Regions from separate parts of the Triticum aestivum genome. Here region 1 is linked to region 2. The links are chromatin contacts, called in public Hi-C maps. All regions are on one chromosome and are shown on one strand. The core of a region is the stretch at or near the end of the contact, and the rest is flanking DNA. Distances in the headings are between cores, read along the strand shown.

What was found. A called contact is a pair of places that touch in the nucleus more often than the background predicts.
Region 1: a contact with region 2 is called in a Hi-C map of leaf, with 10 times the contacts expected there. The contact joins the promoter of LOC123053231 here to the promoter of LOC123053228 in region 2. A contact is called at or near these places in 2 of 5 Hi-C or Micro-C datasets (both in leaf).

What each region holds. Positions count from the first base shown.
Region 1 is chr2D:375,805,016-375,811,791 of IWGSC CS RefSeq v2.1, reverse strand. LOC123053231 (ATP synthase subunit d, mitochondrial) reads right to left here and starts at 1,376. Exons shown (of 5, transcript XM_044476678.1): 1 at 1,071-1,376; 2 at 266-347. The coding sequence starts at 1,238.
Region 2 is chr2D:375,618,360-375,625,628 of IWGSC CS RefSeq v2.1, reverse strand. It overlaps LOC123053228 (serine/threonine-protein kinase D6PK), which reads left to right and starts at 3,818. Exons shown (of 3, transcript XM_044476673.1): 1 at 3,818-4,156; 2 at 4,674-6,362; 3 at 6,482-7,269. The coding sequence starts at 4,864.

The DNA of each region.
Region 1 (6,776 bases), core at 127-2,626, 190 kb before region 2:
GGGACACCCTCAAGAAGGGAGATGAAACCTAAAACATGATGTATTAGAATGCATACATGAAGTATACAACACTACTATAATATTGTGAAGGGAGCATTTTGAACTATAAGCAAGTTACAGTTGGTATCCTAATTCTTAATCTTTGGAAGACATATCATCCACTAGTTAAAATTCCAATATTAAATCAAAACCATCTTGTTTACAAATTTATAGCACACTGGTTTCCTAGAAATGCAAGTAGATGGAGTGTACGAAATACACATACTATCATAAGCCTCCTTGTACATATCCACAACTTTCGATCCGATTCCCTTTTTGTAGTATTCCCAGTCAATTGGCTTTGGTTCCTGCAGTAGCAATAGATATAGATCTCTCATACCAGTCGATATGCCAGAAATGGCGATCCATGTTTCATATGTAGCCATAAGACTACCATACACAAGTTGAATTCAAAGATTACAAACAAACAGGGTTAAACTTTACAAGCATATAACATGCCAAAGAAGGCTACTTGGTTCATCCATGCATATGCCTCTATTGAGACAGAACCTCACAAGAGTTTGCAATTTCATGTTCAAAATCAATGCTTGGATTACAAGAGAGATAAAATAAGCCACGCCTTTTCCTGTCAGTAATGTTAGGGTGTATAGCGATTTAGGAATACGTAGTTCTACAGGGAGTAAATGTAAGATGTACCAAAGATTAGAGGAACAATAGGGAGAGACGCCGGATGAACGATCCATCCAGAAATTCCCCCAAATGTTCTTGCTCATGTCTCGACCTCCTCTCAAATCCTAACATCAAATCCCTAAATCGTTCAATAGTTCAATAACTAAACCAACTGGGCAAGTAAATCCTAAAGGCGAAACCGAGATTTGATTGTCCCGTGTTCATGGATCTGCAAATCCCTCTTGCCCCAGGAGCAGATCCCAGGCGCAACCGCGGTTGACTAGCGAAACGTAAAGATTCCCCTGATCTGATCTGACCGAGGACCAAACCCTAGGCACATTTGCCAGATCGACCAGCCGAGCGCGAGACAGGGATGAGACCGGCGGCGATTGGGAGGATACCTGGGAGAACTTGGTCTGGAGCTGGTGGTTGACGTCCTCGAAGGTGCGGCGGAGGTTGGCGAACTCCTTCCGGGCCTCGTCGGAGACGAGCATCTTGGCCAGGCCGTCCCAGTCGATCGCCTTCCCGGCCTTGGCCGCAACGTCCGTCACCTTCTTCACCCCGCTCATCTTCGGCTCTGGATCTGCTAGACCTGTGTGTGTCTCTTGATTGTTTCAGGAGTTCGGTCCAGAGTTATATGTCCCTGTTATCTCCTTCCAAGTTTATGCGGCGCTAAAATGGCGAGCACCTTGTTCCGAAAAAAAAGAAATGACGAGCAATCAGGGCTCCCCCGTTCCAGGCAATTTCAGCCGCCAGATCTTCACTCGAAACGATCTCAGCCATTTGGGGCTGTGGAGCAGGCTTTCCGTTACCCTGGGCTGTGGACTATTTCTCGGGTGACTGTTAATGTGGCCTGCTTGGTCTTGGCCCGTGAAACAGGGACCCTTCATCGCTTCGCGTGGTGTTAAGGGGCGGATCTTATTTGACGCGCGCCGTCGTCAACTAGGGTTTCTTGCGCGGCCGTCATCATCGTCTAAGAAATTTAGGTCCGTCCGCCTTTGACTGTTCTCTTGACGCTGAGAGGTGGGGACCTCGGAAGAGCTCTATGATCTTCGTCATTGTCTAGTGATCATGATAGTTTTGTAAGAATAAATTTTCTCTCGTTCTTTTGACAGTGCCATGAGGTTAGAGAGTTTTTTGTTCTCTCAGATGAGTTTATGTTGTTGTGTCAAAATCTTTTTTGTTGGTCTGATTTTTTGTGAAGATGAAATCTTTTTATCGAGGTGAAGATATAGTGATTCGACGGCCTGCACTTCTACAAGATCATCCCCGGCCCAAGTACGTTCATCGACCAAGGCTTCCCATCTCTTTGGATGGGCGACTCAAGGCACTTTCAAAAACCATTATAGATAATGTTTGTGCGGGTGAAAAAGTGACAACATCGTTGCTCCAGTCAAATTGCAGCCTCTTTACCGAAGTCTTTAGAGTATTTCTTCGAGTAGAGATTGACGTAGTGAAGACGTGCTTCCAAGAAATTTCATTATAATTCTTAGTTATAATAGTCACTTCGTATTTTCTTGGATTTTAGGTCTAAATCAATGTACATGTAATTGTTAAAGTTTCAAATTCCATATTTCTTCATGATTTCATTAAATATTCATAGTTTTAAAATTTTGTTCCTAATTCAAAATTAGTTCAACGTACAATACAGAAATGTTCAATGTATATTTTAAATTTGTTCGGTGTATGGCACAAAATTGTTCCGTATGTATTTAAAAATTATTTAGCGTATATTGGAAATATGTTCAATTTATTCTAAATTTATTTGGCATATATCACAGAACTGTTTAATATGTATTTAAAAATTGTTTATATTACAAAAATGTTCAATGTATATTTTAAAAATTATTCATATTTTTGGAATTTCGAAATTTTTGTTCAACTTTTCAGTAATTGTTCATATTTGAAAAGTTTGTTTGAATTTCAAAAATTGTTTATGGTTTTAGAAAGGGTTTCATGTTTGTCAAATTTTGTTCAGAATTTTCTATTTTTTGTTCTTGATTTTCTTGAATTGTTCAAAAAAATTTCAAAAGTTGTCCCGTACTTTAAACTCTCGTGGTACTTGCAAACCAGTAGAACTTATCGGCTCGACTGGTTAAGTTCTAGACTTCCCGAGCGGGACGTCATGTGTTCGATCTCTTGCTGGCGCAGTGTATTTTGACGATTTTTTTACTTTCCGGTTGTGCTTCTTCTTGATAGTTCCGGTTTCGTTACTATTATGAGGATGCATTCAACTACGTTGGTTCGTCATTTTATTTCCTCTGGGTTCACTCGATCGCATTTGAAAAAATAAAATGAAATATTCATAAAAAATGAAAAATAATCAATTCGAACATGTTCATGGGTTTTGAAAAAGATCATCAATTTGAAAAAAGTTCATAAAAAATGAGAAAAAGTTCATAAACTTTAGAAAAAAATATCATTGAGTTTTAGAAAACATTCATCAAATTTGAAAAAAAAATCATCAACTTTAAAAAAAGTTAACCAAAATCGAAAAAAGCTAATCAAATTTGAAAAAGTTCATCAGATTTCAAAACAAGATAATTGATTTGAAGAAAAAGTTCACACATTTGCAAACAATTCATCGAACCAGGAAGAACAAAAAAGGAAAAAGAAAAAAATGAAAAATGAAAAAGGGAAGAATAAAAGAAGTAAAAGGTTGTAACTTACCAGATCCTACTGGGTGGCGGGTTGGTTACACCAACCTACCTCGATCAGGTAGGTTGGTTGTTTGATTCACAACTAGCACGCTTTTTTTGTCGAATTAATAACACAGAAAAAAAAACATGGGTCGGTCCAGCACGGGGCGCTTCAGGCACCCGTTTACAACATACACAGTAATGGGCACCTGAAGCGTCAAATAGAAATTGCCTGGTGTTAAAGGGAGTGACTATGGGAAGCAAGACATATTCAGCTACTCTTTTTTTAGGTGAACATATTCAGCTACTCAGCTCTGGTCTAAAGGAGCTCGTGAATTGGCCGGTCCAACAAGCCAGCGCAACCAGGCGCCTGCCTAAATGGGCTGTCCAGCGGGCGGGGAGTCCACTGTCTTGTCTTTTTCTATTTCTTCACATTTCTGTTTTCGTTTTTCATTTTAATCTTCCAACTATTTTAAGTATATATATTTAAAAAACTAAATTCTAAAAAGTGTAACGTCACTACTGCACTTTTTAGACGTCTCGAGGACACACCTGCGATGGCCGTTGGATCTTAATCACACGTCTTCAAGTGTTCCTGGTCGGACCGAACCATCGCGCAAAACAAACCTCGCGAAGAAACAGCGGTGCTGAGCTCCACCATATACACGTTCATCCACCATGTTATCTCTTGTTGATTCAGTTGGAAATCCACCTTTGTCTCTCTCGTAGACGCATTCCATTTTCACCAAAATCAATTGTCGTCAAATCGAGAGGCGCTGTCCGGAACTGCCGGAGTTGGGAAACGCATAACCGCCACTGGAGAAGAGAAATGGGTTTGTACGTGCGCACACCAGGGCGGGGGCTCTCGCCGTGCGTCAACGTGGCTTCCAGCATGTTAGAGAGAGTGTGTGTATATATATATATATATATATGTCTTTGGTAGACTATGATTTTATAATTATTTCCTGCCTTATTTTTAGGAGAGGCTTCTTACCCTCCAAGCCTTATACTCTATATAAATTGATCGAGGGGCTCAATACAACAATCCAACACATTACGACAACTAGTAGAGTGCCCGTGCGTTGCCACGGGCTCTTGAAAAAGTTTGCAAGAGTTACATGTTAAATTCCACACGTACAAACAATATAACAGAAACATAATTATTTAATAACTGAAGTCCATTTTTTAATGTAAGTTGATAACATAAAGAAAAATTAACGACATGTCCATATAACAAACTGAGCGATGTTCTAACTAAACATCTATTACAAAACTATTCATATCTAGATGATGCGCTTAAAAAATTCTTTCACAATATCCAGTAAGTTTCCTTTAGCTTCATTCCCACGATGGTTTAGCAAGTATAATAAAAACTGCTTCCTCAATTCATACCCATCCTGCACAAACGCATACATGTAGTTAGTATGAAGGAGAAGCCGAAGGTCTTAAAACATGTAACGGACAATACTCACCGCGCAAATCGGCTTGACCAAATCTTCACCGTTCAACCAGAGCATAAAATGAAAAACAAAATAGCCAGACAAATTCATGCAAAACTTTAAATTAACAATGTACATAATATAGTGATAACAAAAGTAAATGTTTTTTTATGAAATCATTACCCATCTATACTCGTTGGAACACCGGACGGAAATAAATGTTGCCATTTAGATAGATCATAATTCCAACCAGGCAGCTTTATTTCGAGTGCTTCTTTGAAATCCCTTGCAAAACTTTTTAATTTTAGTGCATGCCTCAAACTTTTCTCCTCTAACGATTGTGATGTTTGAATAGGATCCATAATATATAGACGACGTGACTCTTTGTCGATGACGTACAAGATGTATCGGCCGATGGATGCATAGGGAAGATAAATCTACAAGTGGAGCTATTAGAAACAACAATAAACCATGATAACAATCGACAAAATACTTTACTTACCTTGTTGCACGATGAGATGTCGTTGTCCATTTCAGGCCAGCTATCAAATAATGTTGCCAACGTCTGGATAGTTTCCTTCTCGCAAAACTTCTAACCTCGTGTTGACTCTAGCAGCATGGACTAAGTAAAAAAAGAAATATTGTTTCAACATGTTGATACTAATGACACATAGAATGAAGAGTTAAGATAACTTACACAAAATCATAGATCCATGTATTGCACAGGAGGGTCTGTGAACAATACTCCCTCGTCACATGCCAGCATACGCACGGCTGTGTTGAAGCAGTCATTGTCCATGGTCTGCTCCATGTTAAGTATGCACTGAAGTTTCTTAAGACTTAAGCCCATTGGATCGGGTGTCGAGCTCCGGACCCGTACCTTCCTATAAATTGGATGATATGAAGAACAATACTATAAATCCGCACATTAAATATTGATACATGATACTTACTCCAAACATCCGGCATCATCGATAGACATGATATAGTTGCAGAGGCCGGCAAGTAATTCACGTTGGTCCGTGGGTATGATAGTGATTGGGGCAGGACGTTTGTCTTTGACTACGTCAGATGGATTCTCCAGGATCTCGAGATCAAAATTAGCTAAAGTTTCTTCGTCGTCAGGTTGATGGTATATGGGATCTCCTTTTAGCTTATTCAGCTCTGAATCGAGCAAAATGACAGCTAATTTTCATATCCGCCTACAAAATATATATAAAAACATTTTATATAATATTTTGAGATAAAATAACAAGATAATGTATAAAATGAAATACCCGGGTGAACGTGTCTGACAGTCCATGTGATGTCCAGTATTCCATATAATTTAGCATAAACAGTCCACATGATACGCCATAATATTATAAAATGATCCGTTACAACACCACATAGATAAATCAAATAAATAAACCATTGTAACAAGTGCTTACCCATCGGTTTGTATTGCCTCATGAAACTGCTCTACAACCGTCCATTTTGTAACATTCAGATCGGGCCACTTATGACCTCTGATAAAATCCGGACTATGCTCTACAAGTTTTAGACGCTTCTCGAGTCCTAGTAACTATTTTATATATGAGAAATATTAGGGATCAAGGCAAACAAAACATATGTTAAGATGAGTAAAAAAATATAGTTACCGTAGTAGCAAGGTCATTGCGTTTGACCCGAGAACCAAGTGAGTCCAATACTTGAATCTCACGTTTTTTGGCATTGGCGACTACTAGATACCAATGGTAGCCCGGCATGTTAATCGGAATGAATAACTGGTGTAACATCATACAAGTCATGATCGCAATTAGATATAAATATTAATAAATTATTAATAATATGAATTAAATAAAAACAATCCATAATTATATGCATGGATAACGAGACAAAAACTAACCATATCTTGCTGTAGATAAGTATTAACATGATGCACGATGCGGTGATATTTTGAAGGGTCTATGTCTCTTTCCCCGTCTTCCTTTATCTGGCCAGATACAAACGTGCTAACAATTTCTACCTTTTCACCCGCCTTGACTTT
Region 2 (7,269 bases), core at 2,569-5,068:
TTTTTTGTTTATGTATGCTTTATGCTTATGGTGCTTTTGTTTATGAAATTTTATTAAGTCGGCCACCTCTTGCGGACAACATCGGCCCACGGTACTTCATGCTGGACTGGGCATTCGACAAGGGTCATCGTGCCCGGTTCATAGAGAACGGAGAGGTAAGTGATATGAATGAAATATTGATCAAACTTTTCGGATTGATGAAAATAATTTCCTAACTTTTGGCGTTCACTTTTTGACAGATGCTCCAGCCACTGCGCATGAGGGGTCATGGGGTTCATGGGCATATGGACTACGACGATCGCTACGCGCCGCTCTTCAAGAAAGCCCGTCTGTTGGGTTTCGTGTTGCAGTTCAAGCGTCAGCCGCCGACGCTTGTCCACGCAGCTCTCACAGCTCTGATTGACCGGTGGCGACCGGAGACCCATTCTTTCCATCTGCCATGCGGGGAGATGACGGTGACCCTCGAGGACTAGGGGATGATTACTGCCATGCCGATCGAGGGTCATGCGCTCACCGGTCGAGTGGAGAGGACCAACTGGCAGCAGAGGGTTACCACCCTCATCGGCGACTGCCCCGTTGCCAAGAGTAACCGTACATCGGGTGTGCCGTTGAGCTGGCTCTCGGAGCACCGGAAGACATGCCCCCAAGGCGCAGATGAGGCGACTGTGGAGTTGTACGCGAGGGCCTATCTGTGGTATATTCTGTTGGAGGTCGTGTTTCCAGACAGCTCCGAGAACTCTGCCAACTGGGCGTATCTGTTCTTCCTAGCGGACTGGCAAGCAGGGTACAGTTGGGGGACCGCATCTCTCGCCTACCTATACCGTTCGGTAAGAGAGTGTCTAATTGCCTACCTACCTACGAAAGTTTGTCCATGACATTTTCTTATATCTGATCCTCATTTGATGTTTTGCAACTTGACGACGCAACGCAGAGGATGGGAGACAAGTCCAATATGGGTGGCTTTGTCTGGGCCTTCTCCATTTAGATGTGGGAGCGGCTGCCGGTGGGGCGTCCGGAGAAGATGCCAAGACGCCCATGGGAAGACTATAGCGAAGATGGCGAGGAGACTTGAAACCCCACCGTAGCTTACGAGTGGGACTTTGTCAAACTCTACACGGGCCTAAACAAGACTTCGTGCAAGACCTACACCAACGAGTTGGACGCTTTGACGCATACGCAGGTATATGAACTCGCTCAACACCTTTCTCTTTGATTCCACTTTTGACCGAGAGTGCGAACTTACCAATGTATATGTAATAGGTAAACTGGTGGCCGTATCGACAAGACCGAGAGTGGGACTTTGATCTGAACGTGATGTGCGATGCGGACCGTGGTCTCTGGCGGTGCATCGTGCCCATGATCTGTGTGTACGCCGTCGAGTGGCACTTGCCACATCGCGTGGCCATGCTGTTTGGGATTTATCAGCATACCCCACCGGGCCAGCCCACCGATATCGGCGGCCACGTGCTCCGCCTGTGAGCGCTTTGTTCTCCGTGCCCATGATTTCATTACGCTTATCATGTTTCTTGCTTCTTATGATGATCTCTTGCCTATGCCTTGCAGGATGAGCCGGCAGAAGAATCAGTCGATCACAGACTGGGAGAGGAGCATAAGATTCATGTGGCGGCGTGAGACCAACGGAGGTACCGAAAAGACGTGGAGAGGAAAGTGACTGACTGGGATGCTTACCTGGGCCGAGACATGAGGTGGTACGATGATGGCCAGAAGGACCGTCTTCGTCCCAGGCCTCGGTGGACGGTGGAAGACATCACGGAGCTGGAGAGGGATGACCCCGAGGAAGAGGCCTACCAGACCGGCATCAGAGACATGCACAGTGGATTTAGGGAGTTTGCACCCCTCATCAACAGAGTGGTAAGTTTGAACCGACGGTTGTATTTAAATTAGTTTATTCGTCATCGTGACTGACTTATGCCGTTGCAGTCTGGTGAGCTAAACAGATGCATCTTTGAAGCTTCAGATGCATTAGGTGATCTCCCCGGGAGCATACAATCTGAGAACAAAGTGAGGGGGACGATGAAGGTACAATTTCAGCCTCCTCGGAACAGATGCATATTGTTCACTTGCAATCAGTCGATCCGATACTTATTATGACCTTGTTTCATTGTGAGTGCAGAAGTTCGTGAAGCGTTGTCGCAAGTTGGTAGGGCTGCTTGGGTGTGCTGGAGCTGGGTCATTTGAAGCTTATCAGCCTGTAGCCACACAGGGTCTCATCGGCTCATCGAGCCATGCTCCCTCGTCGTCTAGGTTGGTTGGGGAGGAGGAGGAGGAGGAGGAGGAGGAAGAGGATGAGGAGGAGGAGGCCACACATGAAGAAGGGGAGGAGGAGTACGATGAAGATTATGGACCTCCACCAACTCAAACATCTCAAGCATCTCAACTGCCGTAGAAGAATCCGAAGAAGAAGGATTTGCCGAGTCCGGACCCTTTCCAGAGACCGGTTCCTCGACTGCCCAAGAAGAAGACCGAAGAGACTCGTTCAAAGGGTAACGAGGACCGTACCTCCAAGAGGGGAAGGAGCAACTGATTATGCTCTTCGCTACTTGGCTCTTTTAGTTTAGTTGAATTTCGTTTGGTTGGACTTGTCTAGTGGTTGTGAAACTATGTGTTTGGTATTTGTGGATCTATGTGTTTGCTACTATGTGGAACTCCGTTTACTGATTAGTTGAAGTTCGTTTGAAATGTTATATGGACTTCAAGTTATCTAATGTGGATCTATGTAATGTCCAAGTTTAATTGTTTAAAATCTGTGATATTGCTGTCATATTTGTGAAACTTGCTGTGATATTGCTGTCATATAGAATTTGAAAACAAGCAACCAAATGAACTAGAAAAAACAAAACAGAGGACCCTACCGCCAGGGTGCCTGGCAGTAGGGTGAACCTACCGCCAGGGCAGTTGCATATTTCGTTACAGAAACTTTATACGGCAGAACACAGGAGGATGAACCTACCGCCAGGGCCCTTGCATATTTTCGTTACAGAATGCCTGTACGGCAAAACCCTGCCACACCTTACCGCCAGCAGCCTACCGCTAGAGCCCCTGGCGGTAAGGGGTAAGGTACTTATCCACGTCAGCGCACGGTGACGGCCGCCATCCCCCTCCGTCACACCCTACCGCCAGGGGCCCTGGCGGTAGCAAAAGGGTCAAATCCCGAAAATCTTTCAAACCGGGGTCAGATCTTGATTTTGTTTTAAAAAAAGTCAAAACACGAAATTTTGCGGCGGCCAGGCGCTCGGCACACAAACATACAGTGGTGCGCCCCCACGGTTAGATTAGGGACAATACATACAGCGGTGAAGTGGTCACCATGTGTCTCCGCGGCGGCACGACATGACGCAGCGCTGTTGACGTGACGGACCACGCAGGTAACGGCACAATCAGTTCGCCTCCCGCGAATATAACAAGCAGATTACCACTACTACTATACCCCACTTACTCCAGTAGTAGTACCATCTTCTACTGGCTGCGATTGCATCCACTACTGCGGCTAGGTCTCTGTAGTGGTAGCTTTGAATCCGTTTAAATAAAGAAATTACTACAGTTTGCTTTCTGCATCCGGGTCGTATTCTTCGGCGCCGAGCGTGATAACACAAGTCGTGAAAAGGAAAAGTAAAAAAGAAAAGCCCCTCCCATCCCCTCCCCTCCCCCTGGCTAGGGAGACACGGAAAAGGGCGAGGAGAGAGACGCGTGAAAGGGAGGCACGCTACGCCCTGCTACAGGCAGCATTAATAAATAGCGGCCATAAATAAACAGGCGTAAATCCTAGGGTAGGGGTGGTGGTGGTGCGTGTTTTTATTGGTTTGCGGTGGGGGCGCGTCGCTCGCGTAGCCATAAGCCATAGCTAGAGTGAGAGAGAGAGGGGCTAGAGTGAGGGAGAGGATAGGAAAGAGAGGGGGCACCGTGCGTGAGTTTGGTGAGCGTGGCAGCGAGGGAGGAGCGGCATCCATACTTCCATAGCCCATCCTAGGTGTTGAGAGGGGAGGCAGCCGCTCTCATTTCGTCTTCCTCTTTTGCGTCCTCGCGAGATGTGCGCGCATTGCTGCTCAAGCTGACTGCCGCCTCTTGCCCTGCTCGCCGCCGCCGCTGCTTCGAAACCCTAAATCTCGCCTCCGTCGCCGCCGCCGTCCTCCCGCCGGTAAGATTCTCCCGCTCCAAAATCCAAATCCCCCGCTTCTCTTCTCTCTCTCTCTCTCTCTCTCTCTCTCTCTCTCTCTCGTGCACAAATCTGGTTCTTTACCTCTCTCTTGTTTTCGACTCTGCGCGTTTGTGCCTTTGGCTTGGCTCAAAGTACCCCCATTTTGTTTGCCCATCTGGTGCTTGCGTCTTCTTGTCCCTCAAGCCGTCCAGAGGTTTACGGATCTTGCATCAGTTCGCTACGAAAAAGGGAGAGGAGAGAGCGAAACCCCACCTCACCTACCGCATCTATGTCCCTTTTGCTTTAGTTTTTTTTTTAAATTTAACTAGGGGTGGGGAAGGGGGTGACTAGTGGGAGATGATAATGAGTACAAGGGCACCAAGATCGGCTCAAGCTCCAGTTCTGCCTCAGATTCCTACGCTTTTTCCTCCACTATGCTAGTGCTAATAAGGTTCTTTCTTGTGCCTGAAATGAATACCCGCACCATCTGATCCAGTTTATGCTTACTCTCTTGCAGGGCTCGTGATGCCGCTTCTTGATCCGGGAAAGCCGCTTCTTTTGTCCGCCAAACTGCAGGCACCAACGGTCCTAACTTGAAGCGCAGCACATCACCACCCACCCAGATGCGGTTGCTGCTTGCAAAGCTCCGCAAGTCAATACTCTGCTAGGAGGGAGCATTTCTGGAGGCGGTGGGAGTGCTGGAGAGGATGGGTTCTTCAGGGTGCCCGGAGATAGTCGAGCTGGTCGATGAGACCAAAGACGCCCGTCCGGGCGGGGTCACCCACCTGAGGGTGAGGGTGAAGCCGGTGGGGCAGGAGCATGGGGGGCGGTCGTGCTCGGTTGAGGATGACCTTGACCGGCTCCTCAGATCGTTCAATGTGCGCACCTCGGCGCGGGCTTCTGGTCAGACGAGCACGGACAAGAGGCTTATTGCGCTTGGGAAGGCGCCGATGTCGAGCTCGGAGATCGTGGAGTCTGTGAGCTTGAAGCAGGCCCTCAGGAAGATGTGCATCTCCCAGGCCTCGGAGATGGCCGCCATGAAGAGGATGTCGAAGCCCGCCGCTGTGTCGAGTACTCCTGAATCTGGGGCGATTAAGAAGCTTTATGCCTCTGTTGTGGTTCCAACAGACGAGGACCAAGATGGGAAGAGCAAGGTTGAGAAGGCCGTTGCTTTGCCTGACAAGGTTGTAGTAAGTTCATCGGTTAAGTTGGTTGAATCAGGTAAAAAGGCGCACGGCAAGGGTTCAGCTAACAAGCATGTGCGATCAGCTTCTCCAACCAAGGCCAAGGTCCAAAAAACCAGTATCCAAGATGTCATCAGTAATAAGTCACTGGAGGCAAGCGAAGATCCCTCTGCTGGAAGAGCTCTGGCAAAACAGAGAAAGGGTAAATCTCCAAAAGCATCTAGCCCACGAGCTGTTCCAGTAGGAGGCTCACGCCTGGTGTTTCGCGGCAAATCCTCCACTAAAAAGAAGGTTAAACCAGAACCAGCTGCAGCAGTGGCATCCCAGAAGCATTGCGAAGCGAAAGGTTCCGGTTCTCACAGTAAGAAGCAACAGGAGGCCCTTCAGGATGAACCCAAAACCCCAGCACCAACCAACAAGAAGGGCGCTGATGGCTCTCTCGGTGCCGAAGGAGTTGATTTTGGCAAAGGATGCTATGTCAGTGGGATCCCTGGTTCACAGCCTGGTGAATTGTCAAGGTCGAAGGAAAAGGGTGAAAGCTCCCAAAGCTCAAAGAGCAGCATCGGTGACTATAGCACAAGCACCAGCATCAGTGAAGATAGTTATGGTAGCTTCAGTGCTAATGGCAGCAGGCCTCACATGTCAAAAGATGTCAGATGGGAAGCCATGAAGCGCTTAGCGATCCAACAAGGGAGCCTAGGATTGAAGAACTTCAAGCTTCTCAAACAGCTTGGATGTGGAGATATTGGCACCGTGTATCTGGCTGAGTTGGTGGGTTCGGACTGCATGTTTGCATTGAAGGTTATGGACATTGAGTACCTAATAAGCCGGAAGAAGATGCTGAGGGCTCAAACCGAGAGGGAGATACTGCAAATGCTTGACCACCCGTTTCTTCCTACCCTGTATTCTTATTTCACGACAGATAATCTGTCTTGCCTAGTGATGGAGTATTGTCCAGGCGGTGACCTGCATGTCCTAAGGCAGAAGCAACCTACTAGATGCTTTTCAGAAGCCGCTGCTAGGTAAGTAACTTCAGCTGTGGTGTTTATGTGTTATCTCATCGAAGTATTGCATTTGAATTTCTAGCTGAAAATCATGTTTCAAGTTATTTAACTCATAAGTATTATATGTCCCTTTGCAGGTTTTATGTCGCTGAAGTTCTCCTAGCATTGGAGTATCTGCATATGTTGGGGGTTATATATCGTGATCTGAAGCCTGAGAACATACTTGTTCGTGAAGATGGGCACATCATGCTCTCCGACTTTGATCTGTCCCTGAGGTGTTCAGTTAATCCCATGCTTGTGAGGTGCTCATCGGTAGGAAGAGATGAACCTCCTAGGCCTTCCGGACCTTGTGCAGAAAGCTGCATCGATCCACTGTGTATCCAGCCATCCTGGGCCAACTCTTCTTGCTTCACACCTCGGCTGGTATCTTCCACACCTTCCAGGACACGGAGAGCTGAGCCTGTGAAGAAACCATCACTTCCGCAGCTTGTCGTCGAACCAACCGATGCAAGGTCAAATTCATTTGTGGGGACCCATGAATACCTTGCCCCGGAGATCATCAGAGGAGATGGCCATGGCAGCTCGGTCGATTGGTGGACTCTTGGCATCTTTCTGTATGAATTGCTCTACGGCAAGACACCATTCAGGGGACCTGGCAATGATGAAACACTTACAAATGTGGTCTCACAGGGGCTGAAGTTCCCTGATAGCCCAGCTGTCAGCTACCAGGCTCGCGATCTGATCAGAGGGTTGCTCGTGAAGGAGCCAGAGCTCCGGCTAGGCTCGAGGAAAGGAGCTGCCGAGATCAAGCGGCATCCCTTCTTCCAAGGCCTGAACTGGGCCTTGATCCGTTGGACTGCACCGCCCGAGACCCCGAAGAGCGTCGACGCCTCAACCCTCACTGCAGCGGTGGCACGGAAGAAGA